2 separate regions of the Callithrix jacchus genome follow, and region 1 is linked to region 2. The links are chromatin contacts, called in public Hi-C maps. All regions are on one chromosome and are shown on one strand. The core of a region is the stretch at or near the end of the contact, and the rest is flanking DNA. Distances in the headings are between cores, read along the strand shown.

What was found. Hi-C and Micro-C count contacts between places; a contact is called where the count stands out from the background.
Region 1: a contact with region 2 is called in a Hi-C map of skeletal muscle, with 8 times the contacts expected there. The contact joins two enhancer-like sites. A contact is called at or near these places in 3 of 3 Hi-C or Micro-C datasets (induced pluripotent stem cells and skeletal muscle).

What each region holds. Positions count from the first base shown.
Region 1 is chr1:206,421,403-206,426,500 of calJac240_pri, reverse strand. No RefSeq gene overlaps it. Among named protein-coding and RNA genes, the nearest start is that of MB, 38 kb to the left of the region's middle. Within about 2 kb of position 1,555, at least 2 of the 16 cell types and tissues checked have an H3K27ac peak or open chromatin away from gene starts, as enhancers often do. A contact at or near this core is called in skeletal muscle, where this site is marked.
Region 2 is chr1:206,286,986-206,292,275 of calJac240_pri, reverse strand. No RefSeq gene overlaps it. Among named protein-coding and RNA genes, the nearest start is that of MCM5, 33 kb to the right of the region's middle. Within about 2 kb of position 2,410, at least 3 of the 16 cell types and tissues checked have an H3K27ac peak or open chromatin away from gene starts, as enhancers often do. A contact at or near this core is called in skeletal muscle, where this site is marked.

The sequences.
Region 1 (5,098 bases), core at 306-2,805, 140 kb before region 2:
CAATCAGCATTTTTCTCCCATGCGGTGTTCGAGGATCAGGAATTTGGGAGTGGCTTGACTGGGTGGTTCTGGCTCAGGATCCCTCTCCTGCAGTTGTGGGCAGGATGTCAGTTAGGGCTGTAGTCATCTGAGGCTGGACAGGAGACAGAGGATCCCCTTTGAAGGTGGCGCCCTCGCACGGCTGGCCAGGTCGTGCTGGCCGTGGGCCAGAGGCCTCAGTCTCTCACCATGTGGATCGCTCCACAAAGCTGCTTGAGTGTCTTCCCAAGATGGCAGCTGGATTCTCCCAGAGCACGTGGTACAAGAGAACCAGGGAGGAAGTGCAGTACCTTTCATGACCCAGCCTCAGAAGTCACGCTCTGGCATTTACGCAATATCCTCTCGGAACACAGGTCCTCTGCTCCGTGTGGAAGGGGACTCCGCAAAGGTGTGCATATCAAGAAGCCGGGATCTCTGAGCACCACCTCGGAGGCTGGCTAAACTGTGTTTTGCTTTAGGGATGTAGTCGTGAGCAAAAGCATGGTTATCTCCCTCACAGTCAAGTGTGTCTATGTGTGTCTGTGGCTGTGTGTGTACACGAGCGTCGGGTACAAAAAAACCTTGAGACACATTCTACGAAGCAAACAGACAGGGTGGCCTGATGCTGTATAACAGGGTCTTATAGAAAAGGCTTCTCCAAGGACGGGGCTTTGGGATTGAGGCCTGAGGGTGAAAGGAGCCTGCCAGGGACCAGGGAGTGGGGAAGGGTGTTGCAGGCAGACTTGGAGAGGTGCCAACGTGGTGGCCCCTGGAACTGGCCCGCCTGGCTCTCATGCTTCTTGGCCACCCTCTTTGACCTCAGTTTCCTCATCTGTAAAAGAGGATAATAGCAGATCCTACCTCCTATGGGGTTGGAGGGATTAAGGGAGATACTTTGAGAGCCTGGTGTACCACGTGCTCAGAAATGTGAGTGTCATCACCACTATTCAACAGTGGCGCGCAAAGATGACAAAGACGTGGCCCCAGCTGTGAGGCCTGACCTGGAGGGAGGCACTGTTTGAAGCATTTCCCAGGGGTGATCTCACCTCACGGAAGGCAACCATCTAGTATGGGAGATGGGCACGTAAGACAAGCGTTGGAACACCCAGGACAGGGGATGGGAGCACAGCTGTGGGAGAAGGGGGAGGAGGGTGATCTCCCTGATCCTGCACAGGAGGGGTGCCTGGGAAGGCTCACCTATAAGTGGCACAGCCATCTAGAGAGATGAGTGGGCAGAGAAACTTCTAGGTGGCCAACATGGGCTGGAGGGAGCACAAGGTCTGCAGGGGACAGCAGGTAGTTCTTTGTAGTTCCAGGCGGCTGGAACTCTGGGCTCTGTGGACTCAAGGAAGGAGAAGGAGAAACAGGCTTGTGTAATGAATGGGGTGGGTCTTGACCGTCACATTTGAGTGGGCTTTCCTTTGGGGTGGGGTCAACGAGCAGGAAAGCTGGGGGAGGCAGGGACAGCCACCTTGGGGTTGTAGGAGCTTCCTCTGGCTACAGGGAGGAAGGAGTGGAGGCAGGGAGGCCAGTGGAAACATGAGGCCAGGAGAGGAATGGTGAGGTCAGGACCAGGGCAATGGGAATGGAGGGGAGAGGGTGTACCCTAGAGGGGAAGGGGGAGCTGAGCAGGAGAGGAGGGGCAGAGGAGGGGAAGAGGGCAGTACCTCCTGCCCTTTTCAGGTCCTGGCCAAGTCCCCACTCCTTTCCAGGGAGTTCCCCGATTCCCTTCTCTCCCTGACCTCAGACACAATTACCTCCAGTCCTATAACACCGAATAGGCTGGGCACAGTGGCTTATTACTGTAATCCCAGCACTTTGGGAGGCTGAGGTGAGTGAATCACCTGTGGTCAAAAGTTCAAGACCAGCCTGGCCAACATGGCAAAACCCTGTCTCTACTAAAAAATACAAAAAATTAGCAGGGTGTGGTAGCAAGCACCTGTAATTTCATCTACAGGAGGCTGAGACAGGAGAATTGCTTAAACCTGGGAGGCAGAGGTTGTAGTGAGCCGAGATCACACCATTACACTCCAGCCTGGGCAACAGAGCAAGACTCAGTCTCAAAAAAAAAAAAGATAACACTAGATAGGCAAGAGATTGTGGGAACTCTTGGTCATTCCTGCATTATGGCACTTATTATTTCAATGGTGGCTACCATTTATAGAGCACTTACTGTATTCCAGGTACACACACACACACACACACACACACACACACACTTCATTCTAACCTCACATAGCCTAGCAAGGTAGGCACATGGCTCCTGTTTTACAGATGAGAATCTTGAGGGTAAGTAATTTACCAAAAGTCACACCGCTAGTTAGAGAGGGTCTGGGTTTCACCAAATTAGCTAATTGAAAGTGCTTATATAGTGCCTGGTATATAGCAGGCACTCAATAAATGCTAGCCACTCCACCATCTTTTTTAGAGACAGGATTTTGCTATGTTGCCCAGGCTGAGTGCAGTGGCTCTTCACCTGCATGATCATGGCACACTACAGCCTCTGAGTCTTGGGTGCAAGTAATCCTCCTCCGGAGTAGCGGGGATTACTGATGTGCACCACCACGCCTGGCCCTTCCACTATTTTTGCTAGCGTCATCGGCTAGATCAGTCTGGCTGCAGAGCCCACGCCCCTCTGAGGGGGCCATTTGGATCTCTCTGGCCTGATTCTGATAGGCTGTCATCTGTTTACCTGCCCCACTGAGCTGTGGAGTCCTGCAGAGCAGGGACCGGGTCTGATTGGTGTGTGGGTCTTGAGCGCCCCTGGTGGGTAAGGCACAGAGTGCATGGTCAGTGATGGTTTGTTGAGTGAGCATCTCAAGTTCCTGTCTCTTAGAATCATGGGATTTCTCCAGCCTTGTTTGCCCCTTAGAATGATGGAATCTCATTAGCCGCGTTTGTCTCTAAGAATCATGGGGTTTCCCCAGACACATTTGTCCCTTAGAATCATGGGGTTTCTCCCACCATGTTTGTGCCTTAGATTGATGGAATTTCATTAGCCATGTTTGTTTCTAAGAATCATGGGGTTTCTCCAGCCATGCTCGGCCTTAGATCATGGGGTTTCTCTACGGTGGAGCCTTGGTTGATCACTTCAGCCAGGACACTCTGTCTCTTACCAGCCACCTTCTTCCCTTTCTCAGAAGCTGGCCCATAATCCAGCTCCTACCAGCCATACCCTCCTCTTTGTCCCGGGCCAATGCCCCCTGCCCATCCCCAGGCCAAATCAGGAGTCTCCACCAAGAGCTCACTTGTCTTGCCCTGGTCTCCCAGAGTGCTCAGGCTCAGGGCAAGCTCCACCTCCTCGCCCATCCCTCCAGCCACCTGTGTCTGCCCCTGACTGGCTGCAGTGTGGCGTTCTCCTCTCTGAACCTCGATTTCCTCAACTGCAAAGTGAGGAGGATCATTTCGATCACCTTCAGCTCAGCTTTGTCAGTTTGCTACCGGGATCCAGCAGGGTGGAGGATGAAGACCTTCTGTGTCACTCTCTCTCCCGGTGTCTCTGTGGGATCTCTTGCTGCTCCCCGGGGAAGCGGCATGTCTCTTCAAGACCACTAGATGGCACTAGCGGGCCACCCGTCTCCCCGCAGGCGGACCTAGGGAAGAATTCCACCTGTGGGATTCCGCCCTAAAAACCACAGCCACCTACCTCCCCCAACTTGTAGGAGACCCCAAAGAGCGAAGATCTGCAGGCGGGCCCAGGCAGGATGTGCAGAAGTTAGGAAAAGGTGTGGAGGTCGAATCTGAACTGCGGAGTTCTGAGCCAGGCCAGGTTCTTAGAGAACGTTCTGGATCTCTGCTTGGCAGTTAATTTGCTGGGTGACCCTGGCCTTGTCACAGAACCCCTTTGAGACTTCAGGTTCTTCCTCTGTGAAACAGGGCACCAAGGCTCTTCTGTGCATCATGGAAACTGAATGATACTGGGGACGTAAAATGTCCCTTCTGCCTCCGGGCACAGAGCAAGCTTGTCACTTTGTAATTTACTATTATGTCTCAGAGTTTCCTCTGGGAGGAGCCTTGGGCAGGATGCCCAGAGATCCTGGTCTGCAATGGACTGTTCTCTTGCTGTGTGACCTTTGGCAAGTCACTTCCGGTCTCTGGTGGGCTGGGAGTATCATGGAAAAATAAAGGCTTGGGAATCAGACAGACTTGAGTGTGAATCCCACCCACTTCTTCTCCCGGCTGTGTGGCCTTGGGCGGCTCCGATAATTCCCTAATGATTTGTGTGACTATTTGTTCTAAGACTGTCTTCCTGGTTCTCTGGTACGTTCCACGAGGCCCAGGCTCATGTCAACATGGCTCACCTATGTAAACTCAACACTCAGCTCAGTGTCTGGTACAAGGAGCACCAATAAACACAGGCGATTCATGATCGGTGTTACTGTCACTCTATCACTGTATACATTCACTCAGCATCAGCAGCAGGGCCCGTGTTCAGAGCTTCCCCTGAGCTTTTGTTTTGTTTTGTTTTTAGACGGAATTTTGCTCTTGTTGTCCTGGCTGGAGTGCAATGGTGCGATCTCAGCTCACTACAACCTCCGCCTCCCGGGTTTAAGCGATTCTCCTGCCTCGGCCTCCCAAGTAACTGGGGTTACAGGCATGTGCCACCACGCCCAGCTAATTTTTTTGTATTTTCAATAGAGACGGGGTTTCTCTATGTTGGTCAGGCTGGTCTTGAACTCCTGACCTCAGGTGATCTGCCAGCCTCAGCCTCCCAAAGTGTTGGGATTACAGGCATGAGCCACCGTGCCGGGCCCCTGCGCTGTCTTAATAATCCTCTGCCATTATCTCTGTTTTATGGATGCGGAGGATGAGAGCCAAGGAAGTTAGGTCGTTGCCCAAGTTCACACAGTGAGAAAGTGACAGGCACTGGGGTTGGAAGCTGAGCTCCATGACCGCCCTGTGTGGACGGATGCAGCAAGCTGCGTGAGAGCCCTCCAAAGACACCTGTGTGCTAATCCCCCAAATACCTGTGAACGTTACCTTAGCCGGAAAAGGGAACTCTACAGATGTAATTAATTTAAGGATCTGGAAAGAGAGACGTTATCCTGAATTGGCCACATGAGCCAAACGCCATGACAAG
Region 2 (5,290 bases), core at 1,161-3,660:
TGAATATGTGGGAGGGTGGATGTATGTATGTATATGGTGGTGGGTGGATGAATATGTGGGTGGGTGGATGGATGGATGGCTGAATATGTGGGAGGGTGGATGTATGTATGTATATGTTGGTGGGTGGATGGATGAATAAATATGTGAGTGGGTGGATGAAATGTAGGTGGGTGGATGGATGGATGGGTGAATATGTGGGTAGATGGATGGATGGATGGATGAATTGATATGTGGGTGGATGGACAGATATGTGATATGGTAAATGGATGAATATGTGGGTGGGTGGGTGGATAGATGAATAAGGGGGTGAATGGATGAATGGATGAATATGTGGGTGATGGATGGATGGATATGTGGGTAAATGGATGGATAAATATGTGGGAGGGTGGATAGATGGATAAATATGAGAGTGCATGGATGAATATGTGGGTGGATGGATGGATGGATGGATGTCAGACAAGCAGCAGTTCTCAGACTAAGAGCAGGGTTATTTACACATACCACTTCGGCATCTGCCTGAGAGGTAGGGATGGGGTTTCCTAGGAGACAGTGGTCCGTGCCTGGGTCCTTCTGCCTGGAAGACCCTTACCCTTCCCCTTCCTTGTCCCCAACCCATAGGTGGTGAATAGAGAGATGAAGCGGACAGTGGGAAACAACAGTTGAGCATTACCACTAACTTGCTGTATGTCTAGGACCAGTCACTCCTCATCTCTGGGCTTGTCTCCCTCACTAAAATGTGAAAGGCTAGGACTAGACTGACACTTTCCAACCTGGCTGGTATCAGAATCCTCCGGAAAGCTTGTGAAAATGCAGATGCCCAGGTCTCAGGCCCACTAAACCAGCATCAGTTTTTAACAAGCTGCCCAGGCAACTCTCACAATTGGTCAGATTTGGAGATAAGGGACTAACGGGTCCCCAGGGTCCCAGTTGTGACACTCCCGGCCCATGGCAAGATATGGCCCTTCCTGTAACCCTTCCTCTTTCTCTCCCTCATCTCCTCTTTCTGATAGTCAGTAACCTTTCAGTTACAAGGTCAGGAGCCCAACCCACCCTAACTGAAGGGAAATCTATTTGCAGACATACAAATAAATTCACAAAGCAGAATTGCTTTTAGGCTTAGCTGGATCCAGGGGTTCAAAGAGTCTCAAGACTGTCATTCCATCTCTCAGCTGTTTCCTCAGCTTATCAGTTTCATTTCCAGGTAGGCTCTGTCTACATGGCATGATAATGGCTGATGGCCCACCCAACTCTGCTATGCCACTCCACAATCTTATAGAAAGTGAGAGAACCTCTCTCTTTTGTGTCCATGAATAAAATATCACAGAAGACTCGGATTGGTCTGGCCTGAGTCATGTGCCCACCAGGAGCCAATCCCTAGGCCAGGGTATGAGGCATTCTGATTGGCCAGTCCAGGTCACATGACCAGAGAAAACCCAGTGTGTTCAGGGCACTGTCTATTTCCTAGGCCTAAGCGCTGGTCAACTCTCAACCATGGGGACTTCCTGCAAGAGGGAGGGGAAGAGAGCCTAGCATCTTCCTGGAGCTGGTCTGCAGGCAGGTATCAGACAATTCATCACCTGCCCAAGAATCAGGATTTTGTGGCTGTGTACAGAGAAATTTCTGGAGGATCCAGGCCAATGGTCTCCTTGTGTTCTCTGAAGGAGGTGGCCCTGGTGATGTGAGGCTGAGTCTGGGGTCCTCTCTCCATCTGGCTTTGTGAAGTCACCCTTCCATCCTCATCTATGAACTGACTCTCCCCCGGCAAAGCTTAGGTTTCTAGGCCCAGAGATAAGCATCTTTTCTGCCCACCTCATAATCCCAAGGGCACTTTGCCAGTGCCTTCTCATTTGTGTTTGTGAAGGTCGGTGGGGATATGATTACAGCCAGGCTGCCTTCCTAGGACAGAGTCCTGAGCCAGAATGGCCTTGGCCCTGCCCTAATGGGTTTTGACATGGGAAGGTGAGCCAGGGGCAGAGAGCCAGGGCTGGGGAGAGTTGAGCAGCTCTGCAAAGAGTCAAGGGGGGAACTGAGGGGAGAAGGCACGAAGCCAGGGAGATGGAAAAAGGCCAGGAGCCCTGGTTCATGAGCTATACAGGGTGCAGTAGGCGCTGACAAAGGAGTAGAAACAGCAGGGCCCCCTTGTAGAAAATGTGAAGCCCCCAGCTGCCCCGTCTGCCCAGCTTTCAATAAAGCCTTGCACATAAGAGAGGGCTTTGGTGGAAACTGAAGAAGGGGCTGAACCCCGAGTCTGGATGCTGGCACATATAACAGAGCGTGTGGAGGTGGTGGTGAAGCCTGGAGGCTGCGGAAAGTCAGAGGAAGCAGGAGCCTGAAGCCTTCGGGGCCGCGGCGGTCTGTGGGTGGGGAGGCTGTTACAGCTGGATCCAGGCCTGGGAAGGCAGGGGGCCCAAACACCGTCTGGGACCCATTGGGGCTAGCCATTTTCCCTCCATTTACATTCAGCTGTGGGAAGCGCAGCAAAAAGTACCATATTCTTTTCCCTCTCAAGCAGACAGGCCCAAGAGGTCGTCCAGCAGGCCTGCAGCAGAGGCAGGACTGTAACCCAGGCCTCCACCTCCAAGACCAAGTTAGGGAGACTGGCAGGGGTGCCTGCGGGGTCTCCCTCTCCCTCTGCCTGCCCCTCCTGGCCAGGTTGTGTCCTGCTCAGACCCGCTGTGCCAAAGCTTCAGGGGACAGGCCCACAGAACAAAGGCTGCGGCAGGAGGACCCGGAACAAAGCTCCTGCTGTGTAGACTAACTTCCAAAATAAGCCCAACTCCCTGAAAGTCTGGTCACTATAGCAACGGGGAAGTTGTTCTGCAGAAGCCTCCTCACTGAAAGGCCCAGTGGCCACCGCCTTCCTCCTCTCCTCCCCAAGGAATCAAGTCCCACCGGCACCAGGAGGAGCCTTCTACCAGGCTACCAGGGTCAGACCCCAGGGTAGGCGTCTTCACACACACACATGCTGTCACAGTGAGGCCCCACCGCGGCCCTGAGAGGCAGCCATGGTCATCGTCACTCTGCACACTGGACCCCTAGGGGCTCTGAGACAGGGGTTCTCACCAGGGTCACACACGGCTCAAGTCTCTCTGCCTCCAGGTCCAGCAATGCAGAGGAACTGGGAGGCCTGGATTCAAACTCCCATCTTCCTCCCTGTCTCCCAGCCTCCTCCTCATTCCTTTTTTTTTTTTTTTTTGAGACGGAGCCTTGCTCTGTCACCCAGGCTGGAGTGCAGTGGTGCAATCCCAGCTCACTGTAACCTCTGCCTCCCGGGTTCAAGCAATTCTCCTGCCTCAGCCTCCTGAGTAGTAGGACTACCGGCACCCACCACCATGCCCAGCTAATTTTTGTATTTTAGTAGAGACGAGGTTTTGCCATGTTGGCCAGGCTGGTCTTGAACACCTGACCTTAAGCAATCCACCCACCTCGGCCTCCCAAAGTGCTAGGATTACAGGCGTGAGCCACTGGGCCCGGTCTCATTCCTTCTGAGCCTAAGTCTCCCCTTCCCACCCAAAGCATTGTCGGGGTAGAGATGGGGACAGTTGTGCGTCCTTCCCAGGCTGTTAGTGGTGAACATGCATGATCACCTGTGAGCAGGGACTGTGGGACTCTTGTCACAACCTCCTGCCCTCAGGGCTTTATTACAGCAGTGTCCCATGTGGCACTCACTAATAGTTCCTCCCTATGGGGTAGGTGGTGTCTGTGCGCTAGCTTTCTCTCCCACTTCTGGGGACAGGCCCTGTCCTGCCTAGTCACAAAAGTAGGAAATGATCTGGACCTGACCAGTTGATCTTGGTATCTCATCTCTCTGGCAACTGTGATTGGTCCAAGAGATAATGACTGGCCCAAGCACAGCCAATCAGAGTTCCCCTGGGACTGATAAATGGATGCGTAGAGAAAAAAGATCTTGCTCTCTTGACAGAGAGGGTGGGGAGTTCAGGTTGCTGACTTGGAACTTTCACGGGGCCTTGTCCCACATATCGTACAGAAGATGTATCATCAGAGTTCAGTGGCAGACAACGAAATCCATTCCAGCTAGTAGGAAAAAGATTTTTTTTTCAGCATATTATTAATAAGTGCCTGAGCATCCAGGAAAGCTACTTAAAACGCTGCAGAACTGGGCTAAGACACCAGGGCTCCTGCCTCCATCGGGACGCTGTGGAACTGGAAAGCCACCTCTACAACTTCTAGCTCCAGAATTACGCCTGCACTCTGCTACCATCCACACAGCAAAATGCATGCTTAGATGCTCCGTGCCCTGCCTCTTTCCCCAGGAAACTCAGTTCCAAATTCTAGTCTGTGTGTGTTGCATTCGATGGCAGGATTTCCGTGCCATCAAAAACACTAGCAGCAAGAAAATGTGGTTAAGTTTTCCAACCTCGGCAGCATAGGAGGGGACGCCACATGGACGCCATGGCAGGCATGGTGTGTCCCACGGGCAAAGTCTGACCTTCACCGCCATCGCTGTCATCCCTGGAGCCAGGGACCCCAGGTCCAGCCTGAGCTCTGCTGTTTCCTCACTGTGTGTCCTCCAGCAAACCGTCTCCTGGGGCCTCAGTCTGTCCATCTATCATTTGGGAGTATTTGGACCTGTCTGAAGTATGTCGCAGAGTGGTCATGAGGCTCAAGGTGAGACAACAGGCAGGAAAGCCTTGGTGCACGCAAAAAGCGATGCCCCTGGGAAAGTTTATTACTATTCAGTAAACAGCTTTAACCAAGAGGAAAATGAACCGAGGGTGAAATGACTTCACCAAGGTCAGCCCTCTAGACAATAAAGTGTGAATCGGATTGAGAATGATTGCTTATGTCTCAGGAGTGGGAGGAAGGGTAGAAGGGGAAGAGGAGGAAGGGTAAATGGCTGCAAGGAGGTAGGAGTGATGGGGGAAGGTACTGTATGAAGTTATCTGTGTCTGTGTGGCAAGTTTCCCCAAAATTTAGCGGCTTGAAACAACAAACATTTATCACCTGGCAGTTCCTGTGGGTCAAGGCCCTGGGCATAGTTAAGCTGGGTTCTCTGGGTCTCTCATGAGGCTGCAGTCAAGGCTGTGGTCTCATCTGAATGTTAGACTGAGGGGAACCACTTCCAAGTTCATGCATTGGGCTGTTGGTAGCCTCACGTCTTCACTGGCTGTCAACCAGAACTCACAACATGACAGCTGGCTCTCAGGTCAGTGAGAGTGCGATGGAAGAGCTCCCAGGACAGAAGCCAGTCTGTTTGTAACCTGATCACAGAAGTGGTACCCCATCACTTCCACTGTATTCAGTTTATTAGCCTCAAGTCACTATATCC